Regions from separate parts of the Mus musculus genome. Here all the other regions are linked to region 2. The links are chromatin contacts, called in public HiChIP or PLAC-seq maps. All regions are on one chromosome and are shown on one strand. The core of a region is the stretch at or near the end of the contact, and the rest is flanking DNA. Distances in the headings are between cores, read along the strand shown. Region 1 overlaps Gm32068 (a long non-coding RNA gene). Region 2 has its middle 9.3 kb from the start of Gm31775. Region 3 has its middle 11 kb from the start of Gm32068.

What was found. HiChIP or PLAC-seq counts read pairs in DNA pulled down with a chosen protein or histone mark.
Region 1: a contact with region 2 is called in an H3K27ac HiChIP or PLAC-seq map of oligodendrocyte precursor cells, with 4 times the contacts expected there. The contact joins two enhancer-like sites. A contact is called at or near these places in 1 of 484 Hi-C or Micro-C datasets (nephron progenitors) and 2 of 115 datasets of contacts at active chromatin or transcription factors (embryonic basal ganglia and oligodendrocyte precursor cells).
Region 3: a contact with region 2 is called in an H3K27ac HiChIP or PLAC-seq map of oligodendrocyte precursor cells, with 5 times the contacts expected there. The contact joins two enhancer-like sites. A contact is called at or near these places in 3 of 484 Hi-C or Micro-C datasets (the N1E-115 cell line, cerebral cortex and nephron progenitors), 4 of 115 datasets of contacts at active chromatin or transcription factors (embryonic basal ganglia, embryonic stem cells, oligodendrocyte precursor cells and 1 more) and 1 of 9 other capture datasets (embryonic tail).

Annotation. Positions count from the first base shown.
Region 1 is chr14:24,958,658-24,961,635 of GRCm38.p6, forward strand. The region is part of intron 2 of Gm32068 (a long non-coding RNA gene); the gene reads left to right. Among named protein-coding and RNA genes, the nearest start is that of Gm32068, 9.8 kb to the left of the region's middle. Within about 2 kb of position 1,539, at least 76 of the 459 cell types and tissues checked have an H3K27ac peak or open chromatin away from gene starts, as enhancers often do. A contact at or near this core is called in oligodendrocyte precursor cells, where this site is marked.
Region 2 is chr14:24,654,194-24,657,419 of GRCm38.p6, forward strand. No RefSeq gene overlaps it. Among named protein-coding and RNA genes, the nearest start is that of Gm31775, 9.3 kb to the right of the region's middle. Within about 2 kb of position 1,503, at least 27 of the 459 cell types and tissues checked have an H3K27ac peak or open chromatin away from gene starts, as enhancers often do. A contact at or near this core is called in the N1E-115 cell line, cerebral cortex and oligodendrocyte precursor cells, where this site is marked.
Region 3 is chr14:24,938,051-24,941,044 of GRCm38.p6, forward strand. No RefSeq gene overlaps it. Among named protein-coding and RNA genes, the nearest start is that of Gm32068, 11 kb to the right of the region's middle. Within about 2 kb of position 1,696, at least 60 of the 459 cell types and tissues checked have an H3K27ac peak or open chromatin away from gene starts, as enhancers often do. A contact at or near this core is called in the N1E-115 cell line, cerebral cortex and oligodendrocyte precursor cells, where this site is marked.

The sequences.
Region 1 (2,978 bases), core at 289-2,788, 300 kb after region 2:
TATAGATATATAACAATATATATCATATGTATAATAATTTTATAATTTATACGTATATATAAATGCCTTATAAAATCAAATTTAAAAAGAAACAATTTTTGCTTACTATACCAGAGGTGTCAGTCCATGATCACATGACCATAGGGGCAGTACACAGGGATAACACCCTGTGGTAGAGAAGCTGCTCACTTCATGGCAGTTAGGAAGCAGACAGAAAAGGGACTGGAGAGGAGGCAGGCCCTTCGAGAGTGTGCCTCCAGTGGCGTGTTTCTTCCAATCAGGCCTCACCTCCTGGTGGCCCATGCAGCTTTAGATGCATCCACTGAGGGAGAAGGAGCCATCCAATGTTGTCTAGGTGTCACCGGGCCCTTCATGCATGAGCCTTGGCGGGTAAGCATCTGTATTGAAACAATGCCAGGCTGGATGTAGGCTGTCCTCCAAAGATAGGTGTGGAGAAGGCTTATTTCTCATCCTATTGTGCTACTAGGAAGTGGTACAGTTTTCAAAATGTGGAATCTTATGGGAAGAATTTACACCACTGAGTGTGTGTATCACCCACTGCCCATTTGCTTCCTATCCACCACGAGGTGAAAACCTTCCTTTGCCACACTCTCACTGTGAAAACAGTAGCTGGAATGACCCCTTGCCTTTGCTAAACTGATTGTCTAGGGTCATTTGTTACAGTGACAAGCGACTGATAGTCATCCCAGGCTAAGCTCTGACTTTGCCCTCCAGGGATTACAGTTGGCTACACCCTCTACCTCTCCTGGCCCTCTCTTTGGGTTGCCCCTGCCCATAGGGAACATCAGGGTATGCAGCAGATCCCCAAATCCACCTGTGTGTATGCACTGGAGCCCTGTCAAAGCAGAAACAGAGCCCAAAAGATGATTTGGGTGCCAGTATGAACCTGATACTGTAGCGTTTTCCTTGCCCAGGGGCACCAAGCAGAGCCTGCTGCCTGGGTGGGCTCCATGTCTGCAGAAGACCCAGTTCTAACATCACAGACAGTACCTTCTACAAATGTCCTTTGGTGACAGGGGTAGGCAACCCTTTCCCCTCCCCAAAACCTCTTTTATAATGGAAACAGTCTCATTCATGAGGGTCTTCCCTAACAAACACCAAACCCTGTAAAGGCCCACCCCTCAATGGCATTGCACTGTGTGTTCGTGATTAAAATAAACTTGAGGGTAGAGTCACAAACCATAGTAGGTTTCTGCGTGATTTTAGTTGGGATTTCTTTAGAACTCGACCTCCTTCTCTCCTATTCCCCTGAACTTTGACTCAGACAGAGGTAGAAAGAGGCTGGCAAACAGGTGACAGAGACAGAGTGGGGGGGGGGGGGGAGGAGGAGGAAAAGTGGGTGGACCTAGAGAGGATAAGAGAGGCAGAGGAAGAAAGAGTAGAAAGAGGCAGTGATGGAGGCTGAGAGAGCAAGCCTGTGGTGAGAGGGGAGGGGAGGGCACGCTGCAGACTGCAGGCCTGGCCCAGGCAGTGATGAAAGGCTGGCTGGCCCTGTACCGTCTGCCTCCGGCATGCAGCCCAACTCACAGCGGTAGCAGTTGGACCAGGCACTTGGCTCTCTCTGCTGAGCCCAGGCCTCTGTCCCTGACCTCAGCACAGCTGCAGAACCTTTGTGCCCTTCTATGGAAGCTACCAGGCTCCCTGCCTGCTTTGAGGCCCGAGGAGTGGGCATTAGTAGTATCTGTTCTCCATGCTTGTCTGTGCCAGGGAAAGAAACATGTGCCATCAGCTGGGCTTATCCAGAGACCCACTGCATTGGCATGGAGATGAGGCATGTGTCTCCTGTGACAGTGTCTTGCCTTCTTAATCAGGGACTTACTGAGGAGTGTGTTGAAATCAGCTGGCATTTCTTAAGCTCAACAAATAGGGATCTAGTATCTCCCTCTAGGGTAGCATGTTTCAGAGGATTCAGAATCCTCCTCCGTTCCCATTTCTTGTATTTTCCTTAATGTCCCCAGCCCATGGAGACTACCCCATAAGGAGCAGGGTTCTAAAACGACACATGACTTGTCAGGCAGGGTCAGCTTCTGAAGGGACAGCCAGGCTCGGAGAGGCTTCAGTGTGTGAACTCTGCTGGCTTCCAAGTCTGTGGATCAGGGCTAGGGGCTAACTGTGGGTGGGCCTCAGGAGCCAGGTTGGCGGGTGTCAGCCAGCTACAACCCCAGCCCCCACCGTGTGTTGTGGAGACAGTGCTATAAACTTCAGGATGCAGTGTGAGTCAGCTGCGTAGTCTTTAAAGAGATGAGACTCTTTTATAATTCTTTCCCTTGAAGGTCTGCTCATGGTTTTTGCTTTCCTACATTTGACTGGGACCAGAGCCCAGAAGCTTGCTGGGTGGCTGGGGACAGACATGGCCCTGGGACCTAAGGCATGGTCAGAAGTAATTGATGTGGAATGAGATGAGGAAATCATTTCCCTCAATTCCTCCAGAGTCTGAAGCAGAGATTCACGTTGGTTCAAGAGGCAGCAGATGGACCCAATAGGAGTTGCAGGGTGGGTCTTGTGGGAGGGAGCCAGGAAGGAGGGGAGGGAGGGATGAGAAAACAGAGCCAGAGAGGTATCTTGTGGGCTGTGAGGCTTTGAGTTTCGTAATGTTGTTGGTCGTCCTTGCCTTGATGGCCTCAATATAATTCTGACATTTATTATATACCAGTAGACAGTGAGCTCTTGGGACACAGGCTTGGTCTAGAAAGGTGTCCAAGATCCTTCCAGGAGTCGGAGGTAGTTAGGGGCAGGAATCTGTTGCCTTTTTCAGAGCTTGGAATTAGAGGTTGAAGCCATGCCTGCCCAAATAGTTAGGGCCCAAAGGCCTCAGCTGACATATGGGTTATAGATGCTTGGGAACTGCAGCCAGAGTACAGGGTTCGAGGGTGACAGGCACGATGCTAGATAGTGAACCAGGATCAGCAGACTCTGCCAGGCAAGAGGGAGGCAGAGCCTGCTATGTGGAGATGTCC
Region 2 (3,226 bases), core at 253-2,752:
ACCCACTGAGCCCTATCCCCAGCCCTATGCCTTGCTTGCTTTGTGGGTTTTTTTTTTTTTTTTTTTTGCATGTCCTCATCTCTGCCTCTGACCAGCTGAGCCAGGTTACCCCAGATGCTATAGCTGCTGGGACTGTCTATGCATATGCTTGTGAACAACTGGGCTCAACTCTTCCGTGGGGTGTCTGACAGGATGGAGCAGTCACCTTTATCCACTGCCTGTTGTGGGGTGGGGCCAAGGTGCATCCTAGCTGGTAGGTAGAGGTGTTTTTGGGGTGCGTTAACTTTTTGATGGCCTGACCAGATGTGTGTTCAGGACAAGTTACTCTACATGTGGAAAGCAAAGATGTCTCTGGAAGACCCTCCAGTGGTTTATGCCTCTCATGTCAGTGTTTAGGAGGCAAATCATGAGTTTGAGGCCAGCCTTGTCTACATAGGGAATCCAAGAGCGCCCTGAGCTACACAGCAAGACCATGAAGCCCACCAGAAGATAAGGATCAAGGGCAAGACGCTGTGGTGGGGTGCCTGCCTAGCATGCCTAAGATACTTGGTTGATCCCTGCACTTCAGGAAGAAGAACATCATAGGGAATGAGCAAAGGTGATATGGTGACTTGGGACAGTGGCCTTTCTGACTAGTTTGTTACATCCAGCCAAGACTTCCCCATGCAAGTGAGGGCGTTGGGGATGGCTTCCTAAGACTGTTAGAATAGGCATCTCTCCTGCTTCTCATCCCATGCTGCACTCTCTGCTAAGGGGTCTTTCTGCAGGAACCCACCCCTCAGTTAAGACCCTCAAATAGTGAAGTGTATTTGGAAATGAGAAACAGGACTTAGGGCTAATTGGGCCTGGTACAGAATCATAGGCTCACTGAGTTTCTTTGGAGGAGTCTTAGAAGGCTCCAGCCTCATCCTAACCATGCAACTGAGGAACTCAGCATCCCCTTACCCCTGAGGGGCATTTGATGCCATGGTCATGACACCTTTTTGCAAAGAAAAATGGTATTTTTGAGGCTCACGTCTTATGTGGGGCTCCTAGAACCTATGGCTGTCCCGGAGATACTGTGGCTTAGGGATAGGGCTTCATTCTATGGAACTCCATCCTACGTAGCTCTTTCAGGGCAAGAGTATGGACCTGGAGTACAGGTGGCTTGTTTTTCTTTGTCTCCCTCAACGTTGACTTGAGGCAGATGGCAGCCTCCAAGTTCACACATGCTGGGTGCAGAAAAGCCCATTCCTCAGAGCACAGATTGGAGATGTCCCTGCAGGCTGGGACAGGGGTGGCTGTTCTGAAATGGGGAGCTAAGACCTTCAGGTGGAGCCAGAGGCAGCAGGGAACCAAGGTAGGAAAAGGATAGGGACAGGCGTGAACTGATTGTCAGGCAGTGCACGCTTCCCCGGGCCAATCGTGATTTCTGGGGCATCGAATCAGAAGAGTGGGCTGGGCCCCGTGTCACTGTCAGTGCTGCCCTTCCTAACTGCTGACACAGCTCCTCTCCGGACCCTCCTTTGTCCTTTATCTGGCCTGAGAACACATCCACACCCCAGCTGGCTGCCCTGGCTGCAGGCATCACGTCACTGGGCACAGGAAAGATACTGCTGCTATGTTTAGTGTTAAAGTAAGCCTTGCAGCTGCCTTTCTCCATGGAAACAGGTGGGGCTGCAGCCTTGTCTGTGGAAAGAAACTGGCCATTTATTGAGTGCCAGCTGTGTACTCTGCGTACTCTGCTGAAGACTGTGTTAGCTTATTTCATTCCAGCCTTACAGTGGTGCGTTCATAGAATAACACACTCCCCTTTCAGAAAAGCAAAACGAAGGAGGGTTTGGTCAGTAAAGGACAGGTCTGGTGACTTCCATCTGGCTTATTTTGCATCCTTGCTACCTTCCTGAGGGTCCCTAATGGTAGCTGAAGGGCTACTTTCTTGAGGAGCCCTGATGGTAGATGAAGGGTAAGCAAGACCACCCGTAAGCTTATTTTTTCTTGAAGATCATACTTGGGCACAAAAGATGGAGGACAGAGTGAAGGTGTGTATGTGTGTATGAGTGTGGGTGTTGTCACACATGTCCTACTTTCCTGCTGCAAGATCTTAGAGTTAACCTCCTCTCAGGCTGGAAACCTTGGTTAGACATGCTTAAAGACAGGACTGCATCTGTGGGAAGCCAGGATTCTGGGAGCTGGATCTCTACTCCTAGGCGGAGGCAGGGGTGTGGACGAGGCAGAAAGTTATGACATCCTCTGCTCCAGATGTGTGAGTGAGAGTGTGTGTGTGTGTGTGTGTGTGTGTGTGTGTGAGAGAGAGAGAGAGAGAGAGAGAGAGAGAGAGAGAGAGAGAGAGAATGTGTGAGTGTGTGGTGTGTATATGTATGTGTGTGTGTGTGTGTGTGTGTGTGTGTGAAAGAGAGAGAGAGAGAGATTTTTAGGAGCTTCCTATTTGTATCCCCATTTTACAGAAGGGAGGCCTGGGACTGGAAAAGGGAACTGTTCAGATATTTCCTAAAGAATTACCAAACCCAAGATGGCAGCTATGCTGTGAACAGATGTGGGAACCTCAAGGCCCAGACAAGATAGAAAAGGTCTCCTCACCAGCCAGCAGGCCACTCCTCTGGAAAATCCTACGAACTGGCTGGTATTTAAATGGCAACCCCCTTTACATTGCACATACACTTTTACCTCAGTTTACCTCTAAAACCCCATACGTACAACAGTGACTTGGACTAGCATGTGCCAAGGCAACATGGGGCAGTCTAGAGTCCCCAAGCCCTGATAATGGCAGAATGACAAATTGTTGTTTTCTGAATTTCTGTCCCAGAGCTGCTCCTTGAATGACCAGGAAATGTGGCTTGAGGGAGAACTTAGACAATTTGCTGTGGAATTCAAGCCCTCAGATCCTTCGCTTTCTTTCTGAATTGAGATCTCGGTGACCCGCCCACCTATCTACAGTTTTTCTTTGCTCATCTCTGCTCTGTTGCCTGTTCCTCTACTGAGGAGCTCTGCTCTCCAGCAGGCAGCTGCTCCTAGTAGATGCCTGGCTCGTCTTTCCTTCCTATAGCAAAGGCCATCAGCTTGGGCCCAGAGTCCTAAGGTCCCTGATCATTTCTTGGTGAGTCACAGCTGATTCTCAGGTTGGTCCTGTTTTTCCTCTATCAGCCCCTACCCCTGCTTGGAACCACAACATGGAATTTGAAACTTGATTCCGCCTATGATCTTGAGTCCTCAGGTTTGATACTTA
Region 3 (2,994 bases), core at 446-2,945, 280 kb after region 2:
GACATTCAGATCTCCTGGAATCAGGGAGAGAATGGAGTTCACTCATTCATCCACTCACAGTGATGGCTAATCCATTGGGTCTATGCAGTGGAGTCTACTTAGTGCAGCTAGACGACAGGGCTTGGACTACTCCTAGTTGCAGGGATGTGGGAGGATTGCATTCTCAGAGCAGGCATCGGAGTTCCAGACTGATCTTTCTTCATTCACAGCCTTCCCTAGACATCTCTTCCAATTTCTCTATCTGCTTCCAAGTTGTAGATCTGATGGCGTACTTGCAAACGTTAACAGAGTGTTGCCCTGAGATCTGGGGTCATCCTCATGAATGCTGAAGCTGAGTAGGATGTAGTTATGTGGATCCCTGCATTTATAGCTGGACTATCAGAAGTACCCACAGGCTAGAACTCGACAATAGTGTTTAAAGTCAGGACTGCCATGAAGGATTGACCCCTTTTGCAAACCTCTAGCTCCAAAAAATATTTACAATTCATAACTAGCAAAATCACAGTTATGAAATAGCAATAAAAAAATTTTATGGTTGGAGGATCACCTCAACATAAGGAACTGTATTAAAGTGTCACAGCATTGAGAAGCACTGGCCTAGACTGTCTACACTGCCCTATAGTCATCGGTGTCAGAAACAGATTGAATCGCTGTGTGTCAGAGTGGCATTAGGGAGCCAGAAAACTAGTGCTAGAAAAAAAAATTTACCTGATTGGTGTGATAAAGAAAGCAGGACTCGCTATCTAAAGAAGGGAAAACACACAGGCTACACCATACCCCAGTGGAAAATTCAGCTTTACCCTGTAGGAGCAGGTCGCTACTGTTCTGCCAGTTGGTGGAAGATGGAGTGAATTTCTCAGGAGAAACTAATCCATTGTGCAAGGAGAAAGAAAAACAAAAACTAGGTACCCTTAGGGAGAGCTCTTGTGATTGACAGGGCCATGAGCTGAGCCTGTGGGACCATGGCCATGGCTGTGCTGTAAGCTGGCTGCTGCTGGGTCCAAGCTAGATATTGACCACCAGTCTCCTTCTAAAAGTGAACGCTGGGATGCTTTTCTGAGTTTCATTTGTGGCAAACTAGAGTACCATCATTCACCCCAGGCCCTTGCTGAAGCTGAAGACCTCTTGGTGTGAGAGAAGAGACAAGTGTGGGAGAACCATGGAGGATGGGAGGAGGGAGGAGGGAGGAGGGAGGGCTTTGGGAACTAGAGGAGCTATGGCGTGTATTCAGTTTCCTTCTTGTTCACTACATATGCCAGTCGGGTGCTGCTGAGGCTTCTGACCCATAAACTTCAACAACAGGAATGGAAAGGAGAGAGAGAGAACGAGCAAGAGAGAGAGAGAGAGAGAGAGAGAGAGAGAGAGAGAGAGAGAGAGAGGAAACCTATTACCCATAACTAAAGGACCAGATCCAGGGCACCCTAAGGACAGAAACTATTCGTAGTGATATCCGCACTACTCCAGCTGAGCACTGGCAGAAACCCTCACCTGCACACACACACACAGACACACAGTTTTACAGACTGGAGCCAGGAACTGGCCTTCCACTGGCCCTCATGTCTCCCTCTGCTTCACGGGCTCAGAAAGGGCTCTGCTCCCTCATCGGAGCGATGCCAAATGGGGAGGAATAGAGAGACCTTTCATCTCCCCCCAGCGGAACTAGGCACTGCTCCAATTTCTGTGCCAAGACAGCGTTGGCTGGGTTGAGTGGGGAGCTGCTCTTTAATTCCTTTCCCAGAGGAAACAGTCTGCGTGCCAGTGCCCCCATGGTTGTATCAGTGGCCTCCAGTAGGGAGCTGAGGGTACACTCAGGAAGCCAGGAAAGGGCCTTCTAAGAGGAAAGAGTCCAGGCCCTTTTCCCTTCTTACTCTGGAATCAGTGGGTCCGTTAGAGGAGCTGCACTTCTACCTCCTGATCACCACACAGGAGCATAGATGGTGGGAAGCAAGACTATGACCCTTTCAGTCCCTGGTGTCAGCTCTGTGCTGTGTGAGCTTCCTCCCCAGCAACAAAGCCAGTGAGTCAGCCCTTTACTTTAGCCTCCTTAGTGACAGTGGCCCCTGCTGGAAGCTGAATACAGGGACTCCTCCAGCTCTCCATCATGTCTTTTAAAATGGACAGCTTGGTTTCTTTTAACAGAGAAGAGAATCAAATAGAATTGAGTTTCATGACATCATGTGTAAAGTGCCAAGGCTATAGCAATAACAAAACTAGGTCCTATTGCAAGCAGGAGAACATGCTGAGTAACGATGATAACCAGCAGGAAAATGATTCAAATATCGGAAGGATCTGCCAAGGACTTTAAGGCAGTCATTGTGAAAGTTCATCAATAAGTAATTATGAATTCTCTTCAAGCAAATGAAAAGGGTATCTCAGTAAAGAAACAGAAACTGAAAAGCAAGAAAAATGGATGTTGTAGAGAATGCAATAACAAACAAATAAAATTTATCTGAATGGACTTAAAAGCAGAGCAAAGATGAAGAAGGGCAGAAATAATTACGGAGCTAGAGGGCAGATGGACAGAACATACACAATTTGGTCAACAGGTTAAATAGACAAAACTAGGAAGTCTTAGGGACCTAGCTGACCACATCAGAAGATATGTCTTACTGAAATTATAGAAATGAAGATCTGTAAAGGCTTACTGATCTAAATTTAGCAGGAGAAACCAGATTCAGGAGGTAGAATCTCATACAAACCCAAGAAAATCCATGACCAAGTACAACACATTTATAGTTCTGAAAACTACAAAAACCCACCTGAAAGAAACAACACAGAAAGATGTTCCCTTCATGTTGATTACTTTATTCTAAAGGTCCAGCTTGAAATGGCCTCATTGTGAGTAGCATGCAGAGGCTGGGGTGCAGGAGAGAACGAACATTTCAGTACTTATATAAATCCGAGTAGGCCATGGGTCAATTCTCAAGGACAATTTAAAGACCTCTTGTGGAGCGAACAGGAAATAGAGCAGAAAACAGACATGAGCAGCAAGAA